Linked DNA regions of Mus musculus: region 1 is linked to region 2. The links are chromatin contacts, called in public HiChIP or PLAC-seq maps. All regions are on one chromosome and are shown on one strand. Each heading gives the region's core, a stretch centred on a gene start, on an enhancer-like site or on the middle of the called end of the contact. The rest is flanking DNA. Distances are from core to core; before and after follow the strand shown.

Region 1 (4,501 bases), core at 1,084-3,583, 720 kb before region 2:
TTTAAGTATTACGGAATCACTTGATACCAATGTTATGCACACTGTATTTTCCTTCTTGCCCTTGCTTTATAGTGATTGGTTAATTAAACCCTCAAAGCTCTGGTGTTAAGAAGAGGGAGCCCATGGCTCACTGACTTCTGCAATTGAATTAGGTTTTCACAGTAACCTCATATTGTTGCAAGGAAGAAAGCAAGAAGAATGACATTTGAAATCATGGGAGGAGCAGGAGCAGGTATGAGTTAATTGCTTGCCTTGGAATTTTGCCAAAAGACAGATGTTAATAACTTTTTCCATAAAAAGCGCCAAGAATGCTCTTTAGTGAAATCCAGTATTGTGAATTTTGACTCCCTGTTCCATCAGAAATTGATGTTGCCGTCAAATAGCATCCACTTGCATGTTAAATACTAACTCACAGACCCCCCAAGCTGATTCTAGATCATTGCAACCATTGGAAATGCATGCAGAGGTGTTTTCTAGTCTTTCCAGTGAAAGGTGAGGCAAACAGAGCTAAAACAGCTACTCTGGTGTGTGTGTGTGTGTGTGTGTGTGTGTGTGTGTGTGTGTGTGTGTGTGTGTGTGTGTGTGTGTGTGTGTTATGGAGAATACTTTCCTAGGCCAGCCCATGTATTGGTTCTCTTCCTTCTCCTTGCTGGTATATTATTGCAGAATATAGGTAGACCAGGTTGGCCTCAAACTCAGAGATAAACCTGCCTCTGCCTCCCAAAGTGGTATTAAAAGATGTGCAAGAGGAAGGAGGGATAGGGGAGGAGGAAAAGGGGGCAGAGGAGGAAGAGGAGGAGAAGGAGGAAGAGGAGGGGGAAGAGGAAGAGAAAGAGGAGACCAGTGCCTCTAGTCAAATGGATGATTTCCTTGCCCCACATGTGTCTGAGGGCCAGGCTTCCCTCTCTACTTTCTTGGCACTCCTTTTCTTGGCCTTTGGAATCAGTTAGACTATCACCTTCAGACCTTCTATTTGCCACCATTTCCATACCAGGCGCCATAAAAAATTAAACATTCCTAGCTGGGCATGGTGGCACATCCCTTTAATACCATTTTGGCAGGCAGAGGCAGGTTTATCTCTGAGTTTGAGGCCAACCTGGTCTATCTATATTCTGCAATAATATTTACAATAATGATGCACTAAAATGGTTTGGATAGCTTGGGTTGGTATAATAAGATACCAGTGACTCTGTTGCAGTTTAAAGCATAGGAATTTATTTTTCATAGTACCGAGGGCTGGGAAACATAGTTCTAATGTGCAGGCCAATTATGTGCAGACCAATTATGTTCCTGTTTGGGGCCTTCTTGATTAGCAAGTAGAGACTTTCTGGCTGTATACAGAAAGAGGGCATGGACAAGAATCTCTTGTATCTCGACATGTAAGTGCTCTAATGCCACTCATCAAGGTCCCACACTCAAAGCCTAACTGCCTCTCAAAGGCATTGTCATCATCACATTGAGGATTAAGGTATCAGCCTATGAGCTTTGGGCTTAGAGAAACAGAGTCAGTCCTTAGTAACAGCAAACCCTCCAATTTAGTGGGAACAATGTTAATGATGGTTTGTTTGTTTGTTTTTTTAAATTAACAGATCTGCACATTGGTAGCAGCTTGTCTTGTCTAGGCTCCCGAATCAAAGCTACAGGTTTAACTTATGTTTATTCTTATGTCTTGATCCTGCTGTGATCACTGGAATCCATGCTTAGTCCTGTGGCTCAAGTTAGTACGAACTTGAAATATGTTCTTTTTGTAACAGACCCCCAAAATGTAAGAAACAAGCCAAATTGATGGAGCATATTTAAGACGACGATTCATGATAGATGCTATCATTCTATGAAGCCAGTAGATCCTTTGGTCAAGTTCAATATCAAGAAGAAGCCAGAGAAGTCTATTTTATATACAATGGGAAGGGAAGAGAGTATTTGCTGAACAGTCATGTCAATGCCTTTGTGGGGCTAGGGGAGCCACGGAGCTGTGGGGAACAGGCCTGGATCAGGAGTGGGATTGAGGCACGTCCAAACCCTGAAAATCTTGCCCTGAGATCTTCAAGAATAGGTTTGTTCCCAGCTCTGCTCTTGGCCTGCATCTCCCAGGCTCATAGCCCTATGACCCTGCCTTTGCTTGTACCTCCTCCCCCTCCACCCCCCCAGGATGTGACCATAGTGGGTAGCCAGGTTAAACTTCCTCTCCCTTTATGAGGTCACTTTCAGCAGCACTTGGGTTCCCTCCTTATGCATATGCAAATGGAGCATCCTCAGCACACTGACACTGGCCAATGATGTGCACTTATCCTGATAACCCCTACTCATTCCCGCCACGAGGGTTTAAATAGCCTTTGTTCCCTCCATAAAACTAGCTGTCTCAATGAAGCCTGTCTGATGGTCTCTGTTGTCATTAGGCTCACACAACCCCTGAGGTCTCCCTCCCCCCAGTCATCCCTGCCTTGCTTCCCTGCTCAGGATGCACTGGTTTGGACCACAGATCAGTCACCCTGCTTCAAGTGGGGAAAGCAGAGCCTGAACAACCTACCTTGGCCATATGAACTTGAATGCACATCTAAACCTTGGCCATATGAACTTGAATGCACAGCTAAATTTCAGTCATCAACAATGTTCTCGTGTAACATAGAAACGATGCTACCGTAAGGGCTCGGGGGTGGGGGGTGGGGAAGCTGATGAATGTGATCTATAAAGAAAATGGCACAGTTCTTCAAGGACAGATGGAGCCTTGGAGAAAAAAATCCCAGCTCTTACTACGAATTTCTATTGAGAGCATGAAGGAGAGAGAAAACTGGACAAAGACGATGAGGTGGAGAGAAGAAATTAGTAATCAACACAGAGATAGTAAGATTAATTCAAATTGCAAGCTCGTATACAGCCTGGAAGAAGAACCCAGGCACTGTAGTGCTTATCTTTAATGCAGGTACTCAGGAGGAAGAGGAGGGAAGATGGTTTAAAGCAATCTTGTGTTATATGATCGGACTCTTTCTCAAGAGAGGGGTGGGGCATAGCATAGGAGGGATAGTTTACGGTATTAAGCAGTCAGTTCATAATCAGGATCCCACATATTATTATTAGCTGTCAGACATTTGCTCCTTCTGTTACTCCATGTTGTGAATTATATGCATGTTGTGCTATAAAACAATGAACAAATTCAGCCAAAACCAACATCCTGTTTATTAGACAATTTGGCAAACATGATAAAACTACATACTTGAAAAAAATGCACATCATAGGAAAAGGCAGTGATTAAAATAAAAATGTGCATCATAATAAATATGTTTAAGTAAGCAGTTACTGATAGCCTCTGTAATACTATATTTTAACTAAAATTTTAATTTTCCAGCGATCTGTCCATTTTGACAGAATTGTGTGTTTTTAGAAAGAAAATACTAAAGACAAGTTGAGATTAAAACAAGTTACTATATTGCCATAGAGCAGACCCTCTTATTTCTGGGAGACTGAGTCTGATCACAACTCCTTTGACATCACTGGTCACCACTCAGCTCCACCATGGCTGCTACACAATAGTCTGGGCTCACACCACTTAGGCAGACTTGATTGCTCTGTGTAGATACCACCTTAGTCTTGACATTTAATCTCCCCATTCTCCAATATTACTTCCTTCCATCTGATAACAAGCGAGTTTAAAAGCTCAGAATTCCTTAGTTCTACTGAGCTAGAAAATCGTCTCCTTTAGTGGCATTTAACTGCTGAGCTCTGATTTCCATAAATGGAATATAGTGGTATTTGCTTATCTCTAATCTGAGGCCAGCTCCTTCCATAAATATGCTAGATGACCTAAAGCTATTTTTAACAACAGTACCAACGATAACAAGGGGGACAGCTTCTCTGCCACTTCACGCACACATTTCCACAGACGAGTCTCACAGATGGCTTGCTTAGCAGGCGAGGAGAGGACTTAACCCAGAGCTCACAGCTTCCTCTCTGCTCAAAAGCTCTTTCCTTCCTTAGTTTCAGTTCATCCCTGTACCTGTGTAGTATTGGCAGTAAAGAACAGCTCTTCCTCAGTCAACATGAGCTTGAATTGAATGTCTGCAGTTCCAGCTTTCATTTCCTATGTGATCTGCTCTAACAGAATGCTGGGGCCTTGCTGATATTTATTTCCCCCAGGCATTTATTTCTCGTAGTTATTTATTTCTCCCAGTTCTAGAGTCTGGAAGCTTGGGACCAGGGTGATTGGCAGCACCATTGAGGTCTGGCAAGGTTCCTTGCTGGGCTGCACACAGCCGGCTTACTCTGCGCTTCCTCATGTAGCAGGAGTGAGGAAGTTCATGGTCATTTTCAAGGACACTCCATCTGTTTAAGAGGAGGGCTCACTCTCAAGATTTAATCATGTCCCCCAGCTCCCGGTGCCATTACATTGGGCTAGAGATTCAATACATAAAATTGGGGGGTGGGGGGTAGGCACAAACATTCAGTCTATAGCATCTACTTGGTTCTCTGCTTGTAGGATTTTTAGATAGAACACAGATATTGACAT
Region 2 (4,815 bases), core at 1,380-3,879:
TGACCTCCACTCGGGGAGTTGATCAAACTTTCACAGTGCCAGACCATGAAGTCATTTTTGTTGTCTCCCCTAGTACCTGGCCTCAAAAATGCACACTCTGCAGGTTAATCCACAGGACATAGTGGAAATGCCCAAATGTTCTCTGGAGTAATCCAGCCCTGCATACTGATCAATCAGAGAACACATTGTCTTGCATACTGATCAACCTTAAGACAATAAGGTTCCCCAGCTGTGGGATGCAGAATGACAGCAAAAATCTACTTAAAATCTACTTAAATGTACACCTATCTAAGTTCTACCTGAAATATTCAGAAAACTACAAACAAGTATGATTTGCTCGATTTTTGGTTTTGCTTTTGTTTTAATTTTTCTGGGCCATTGCTTTGGACTTTCCCTTTTTGTGTATCTTAGCACAGACCTTGGGAAGGTCACACTGACCCTATAAAGCTGTAAAAAAGTAATTTGAAGTGCTATAAATAACAAAATATATGTCCACATATTTGTAGGGGTTCCTTAAAATAAAAACATATTTGTATGGTCTCAGGCTCTGATGATTATCATTGTACAAAATATTATACCACATATTCAATTTCAAGAGCATTTATTTGGGCATACTTTGATTCACAATCCTTGGAAGACTCATTCATTGCAAAAAAAAAAAAACTTTGAAAAAGTCTGTAGTAGGAGGCAAGTGGAAGAAAACTCTGCTTTTTCATGGAATATATAAGTACTTCCTAAGTGGATGACATTTTATTCACACACAGTGGCTTTCACACACAGTGTACAGTTCACCAGCTGTTCATAGGCGTGCTTACCTGAAAGCAGGGATCATTGTCTGACAGACTATCGGAACTCTTGATGAATTATAGCTGGTATCTGGAGTCATGTGTGTTATAAAATTATTTATTGCTTACCTAGCCAAGTTTCTTTAAATCTGTCTTTGCTGTCATTTAAAGAGGAAGGGCAAGAGCTAGGCTCAATACTAAATTTATCTTTCTTTCATGTCTTCTGTTATATTTCTACTTGTATTCTAATTAGGAACTCCCAAAGCTCAAGAGCCACCAGGTTCCTGGAGCAGCTGGACTCCCAGCTGGGTGTGTTGTGAGCATAACAGCGTCAGTCATTTCCTTTCTTTTCATGTTGTCTTTCTCCAGGCTGGTTGGACTGTTTAGGACAAGATTTCCTTTGCAGTTGCTCTGCTCCCTATTTCAGACATTTATAAACTTACTAGTTTACTTATGTTGTTATAATCATTACTGCACTTTTTTCACATCATACTTTCTTTTTAAAAAGCTGTTTATCCTTGCCTATCATCTCCTATGAATTCAAACATATTGACACTAGTCATTAATACTGTTCGCTGTATATTTATTAAAGAGAGAGTCCTCAATTACAAACAATACACTTTGAGATGCATATGTCTTTCAGTAATCAACAGTGGTTTGTCTTTCCTTCATACCAGAATTCAGAAGGCATATTGAAATCTTTACATTGTTTTAAAGAAAATTATCAATGATTAAATTGTTAAAGCATAGTTACACTCAGAGGAATTGGAATGTTTGGTCTGGAATGGACACGGTGAAATTTTGACTTAATTTTGAAAAAATGAGTCAAATCACATAGTGAAGTCATTTTAAATTTCCACCTGGGTTTAGACAAGACAGAAATTCTCATTTCCTTAGTCATTGTCCTGTGGGTTTTGTCTTTTTGCAATGAAAATTTGGATTTCAAAAGGCAGGAACCTCACAGAAGGCTTTCATAGACAGTACAGACTGACCCAGCCTTACTTAGCCCCATGTTTGTGAAATACTCAGAAAAATACCTCATGCTGAAGGACCAAAGGCATGGTTAAGCTTTTCAGCATTCAGAGAACTTGGTATTGGGAGAAAGGGAAGGCTTGAATTTAAAGGTGTTTTTTCTTCCTTAGAATAGCAACTATTGTTCAAAGTCTTGTAAGCTACTAAACATCTCTTAGTCATTTTCCAAAAAATAAATAAATAAATAAATAAATAAATAAATAAATAAATAAATAAAATAAAAAGGTTGGGAATCCAAGCAAACGAAAGAAGAAATGACATTCTCATGAGCTGATGTCATGCTTCTGGAATTAAAGAGTCAACACAAGCAGGTCCTAAGATCCTGCTGTTCTTTTCACTTGCTGATTTGACTGGGTTTGTGAGGAGAAGACAGGGTTTATGGCAACAATTTTAAAGCATGAACAAGAGAATCTGAATTACATTAAAATGAAATCATGAGTGAAAAAAAAAATCACTGGAGTGGGCTTCTTCAATGGCCTGAAGTTCTGGAAGGCAAAATGGTCTCTGTGACATGGATCCTGCCATGTATTGAGGGCCAAGCAGGGTTGTAAGACATTGTCAGGTCAGGAGGAGATGACTCTCTCTATTCTCATGTGAGAGAAGGGAATGATGATTCTAAAAAGAGAAAAGTTTGATTAAAAAAAAAACAAAAAAAAAAACAAAAAACAAAACAAAACAAAACAAAAAAAAAAAAAGAAAAAAAAAAAAAAAACAAGCCAAAAGTAGCTTGAAGCTCAGCCTGAAGTCTGAAGGAAAAGCAGGCATGCTGATAAGCAAACAATGTGGCATTGTTTCTCCTGGAGCTGCACCTGTGAAGAGGATGGAGGCAAGCAGGAAGCAGAGCCCCAAACAAACAAAGGCTCAACATTCCTAGTTGACACTAAATGGTATCTGGACTCTGACAGCAACACTCTTAGTAGAGTGCCAACCCTCTGCTAAGCATGCATAGGTACTGTACAGACAATTTTAAACATATGAATAGAGAGCACACATATAAAACTGCATAGTTGTGTAGCTGATTAAATGTAAAACTGTATACATCAATAATTCATAAGGTAACACATGTTATGACCTGAAAATTAAGGCATATGTAAAAGAAATCTAGTAGAAAAAGTTTAGAAATGTGTAACTTAATCTTTAATTCCTTTATCTGGATACCATTTGAGGTACCCTGAAAAAAAAATGTAGTCCACTGAATCTGATAGGTTGTAATTTAATATTGTAGTTTAGGTGGAATGACATCAAAGCAGATTTTAGTACAAGTTATAAAAAAGAATCTGTGAACTTTGCTTGAGACGTTCATAAACGTTTTTTCTTTTTCTTTCTTTTCTTTTAATTGAATATTCTGGGTATCATTCTGTGATGCTAACTTTGTGTTTGATCCACTAAGAGCTAAATCACATGAAACCTACTTCTGATACCACACTCTGTTTTGTCTCAATAGAATTTATTTTCCTTTCTTTATTCTCCCAAATACTCCATCTGGGTTTGCATATTAATGCCCTCATTTACAGTGTAAGGGTAGAGTCCTCTTCAAATCTTGGTGGCATGACACATGGCCTCTTATTTCCCTACAGGGAGGTCAGTTGTCAGTTTGAGAATTTCTGGAGCAGTGTTTTTCCATAGGATAATGCAAAAATCCATATGAGCAGGACCTGGTAGCCATATTTTCTTCAAATACGGCTTTCATGGCAAAGAGAAAGCTAGAGATCTGCATACTCACTTGACATGTTTTAGTCTGAAAATAGAAGACACATCCTTTCACAGACTGTTATCTACAACTGGTCAACTGGCCCAGGTACATTGAAAGAAAGGCTCATGGATAATCATGGAACAGCAAGTGTCTCTGCTATTGAGAGAAACATTTGTGTAATTTTTCCTTGAGTTTCATGAAAGCAAAAATTATGCATAGCACATTCTTTTGATACCTATGTAGTTCTAGTTTCTGTCTCCAAGTTCGTGGTTCATGGTATGAATGACTTCTCCAAACTGATTTAAAAAAATAATGAGAAATTACAACCATGCCTTTCTCTTTTCCCTTTGACAAAGTTTCTTACACAGGATACTTATCCCTTACACAGATACAACTATAAAATAATATAACCCTTCCTTGTAGATACAGACAAATAGACACGTACTAGAAACTAAACCCAAGCTACATTTGCAGATGCTAATATGTGAATATGAGCCATATTTGTGACAAGATGATATTAATGAAGTGTTAGATTTTGGTAAAGATGTTAATCAAAAGCATAAAGGAGAGTTCTTCCAGGATCAGGTACAGAAAGAGACAGAAGAGAAGGTCAGAGAACCAGGAGAATGAGTGGAAATATGCAGCAATGTGAGGTGAGGCCAGGGGAACCTTTAGAAAGTCCCAGACTTCTGGGATCTTAGAGGCTCCCTCAACTCAGTGGGGGTGACCTTAGCTGGGAAGATGGAACCTGAAGAGACCACCTCCAGTAGAGAGACATGGCCCCTAGTTGAGACATGGGGAAACCCACCCATCTTAAAATGAATTGTTCCTGTCAAAAGGAAATGCAGGGACAAAAATAGAGCAGAAACTACAGGAAAGGCCATCCTGTAACGGCCCAACTTTGGATTCTATCCTATGGTCTGGCACCAAACCCTGACATTATTACTGAGGCCATGTTGTATTTGTAGACAAGAGCAGCCTAGAATGGTTGTCCTCTGAGAGGTTCTACCAGCAGCTGCCTAAGACAGATGCAGATAACCTACAGCCAATCATTGGACTGAGGTCCAGGACCCCTGTGGAAGAGTTAGGATAAGGACTGAAGTTGCTGAAGGTGATTGAAACCCCATAGGAAGAACAACATTATAAGCTTACCCAAATCCCTCAGAGTCCCAGAAGCTAAGCGACCAACCAAATAGCATACATGGACTGGACCATGGTCCCTGGCACATATGTAGCAAAGTATAGCCTTGTCTGGCCTCAGTGGGAGAGGATGCACTTAATCCTATAGAAATTTGATGCCCCAGG

What was found. HiChIP or PLAC-seq counts read pairs in DNA pulled down with a chosen protein or histone mark.
Region 1: a contact with region 2 is called in an H3K27ac HiChIP or PLAC-seq map of epiblast stem cells, with 8 times the contacts expected there. The contact joins two enhancer-like sites. A contact is called at or near these places in 1 of 484 Hi-C or Micro-C datasets (cardiomyocytes), 2 of 115 datasets of contacts at active chromatin or transcription factors (cardiomyocytes and epiblast stem cells) and 1 of 9 other capture datasets (embryonic tail).

What each region holds. Positions count from the first base shown.
Region 1 is chr14:99,010,158-99,014,658 of GRCm38.p6, reverse strand. No RefSeq gene overlaps it. Among named protein-coding and RNA genes, the nearest start is that of Mzt1, 34 kb to the left of the region's middle. RefSeq lists an enhancer at 2,018-4,501. Within about 2 kb of position 2,333, at least 2 of the 459 cell types and tissues checked have an H3K27ac peak or open chromatin away from gene starts, as enhancers often do. A contact at or near this core is called in epiblast stem cells, where this site is marked.
Region 2 is chr14:98,291,690-98,296,504 of GRCm38.p6, reverse strand. No RefSeq gene overlaps it. Among named protein-coding and RNA genes, the nearest start is that of Gm33583, 120 kb to the right of the region's middle. Within about 2 kb of position 2,629, at least 7 of the 459 cell types and tissues checked have an H3K27ac peak or open chromatin away from gene starts, as enhancers often do. A contact at or near this core is called in epiblast stem cells, where this site is marked.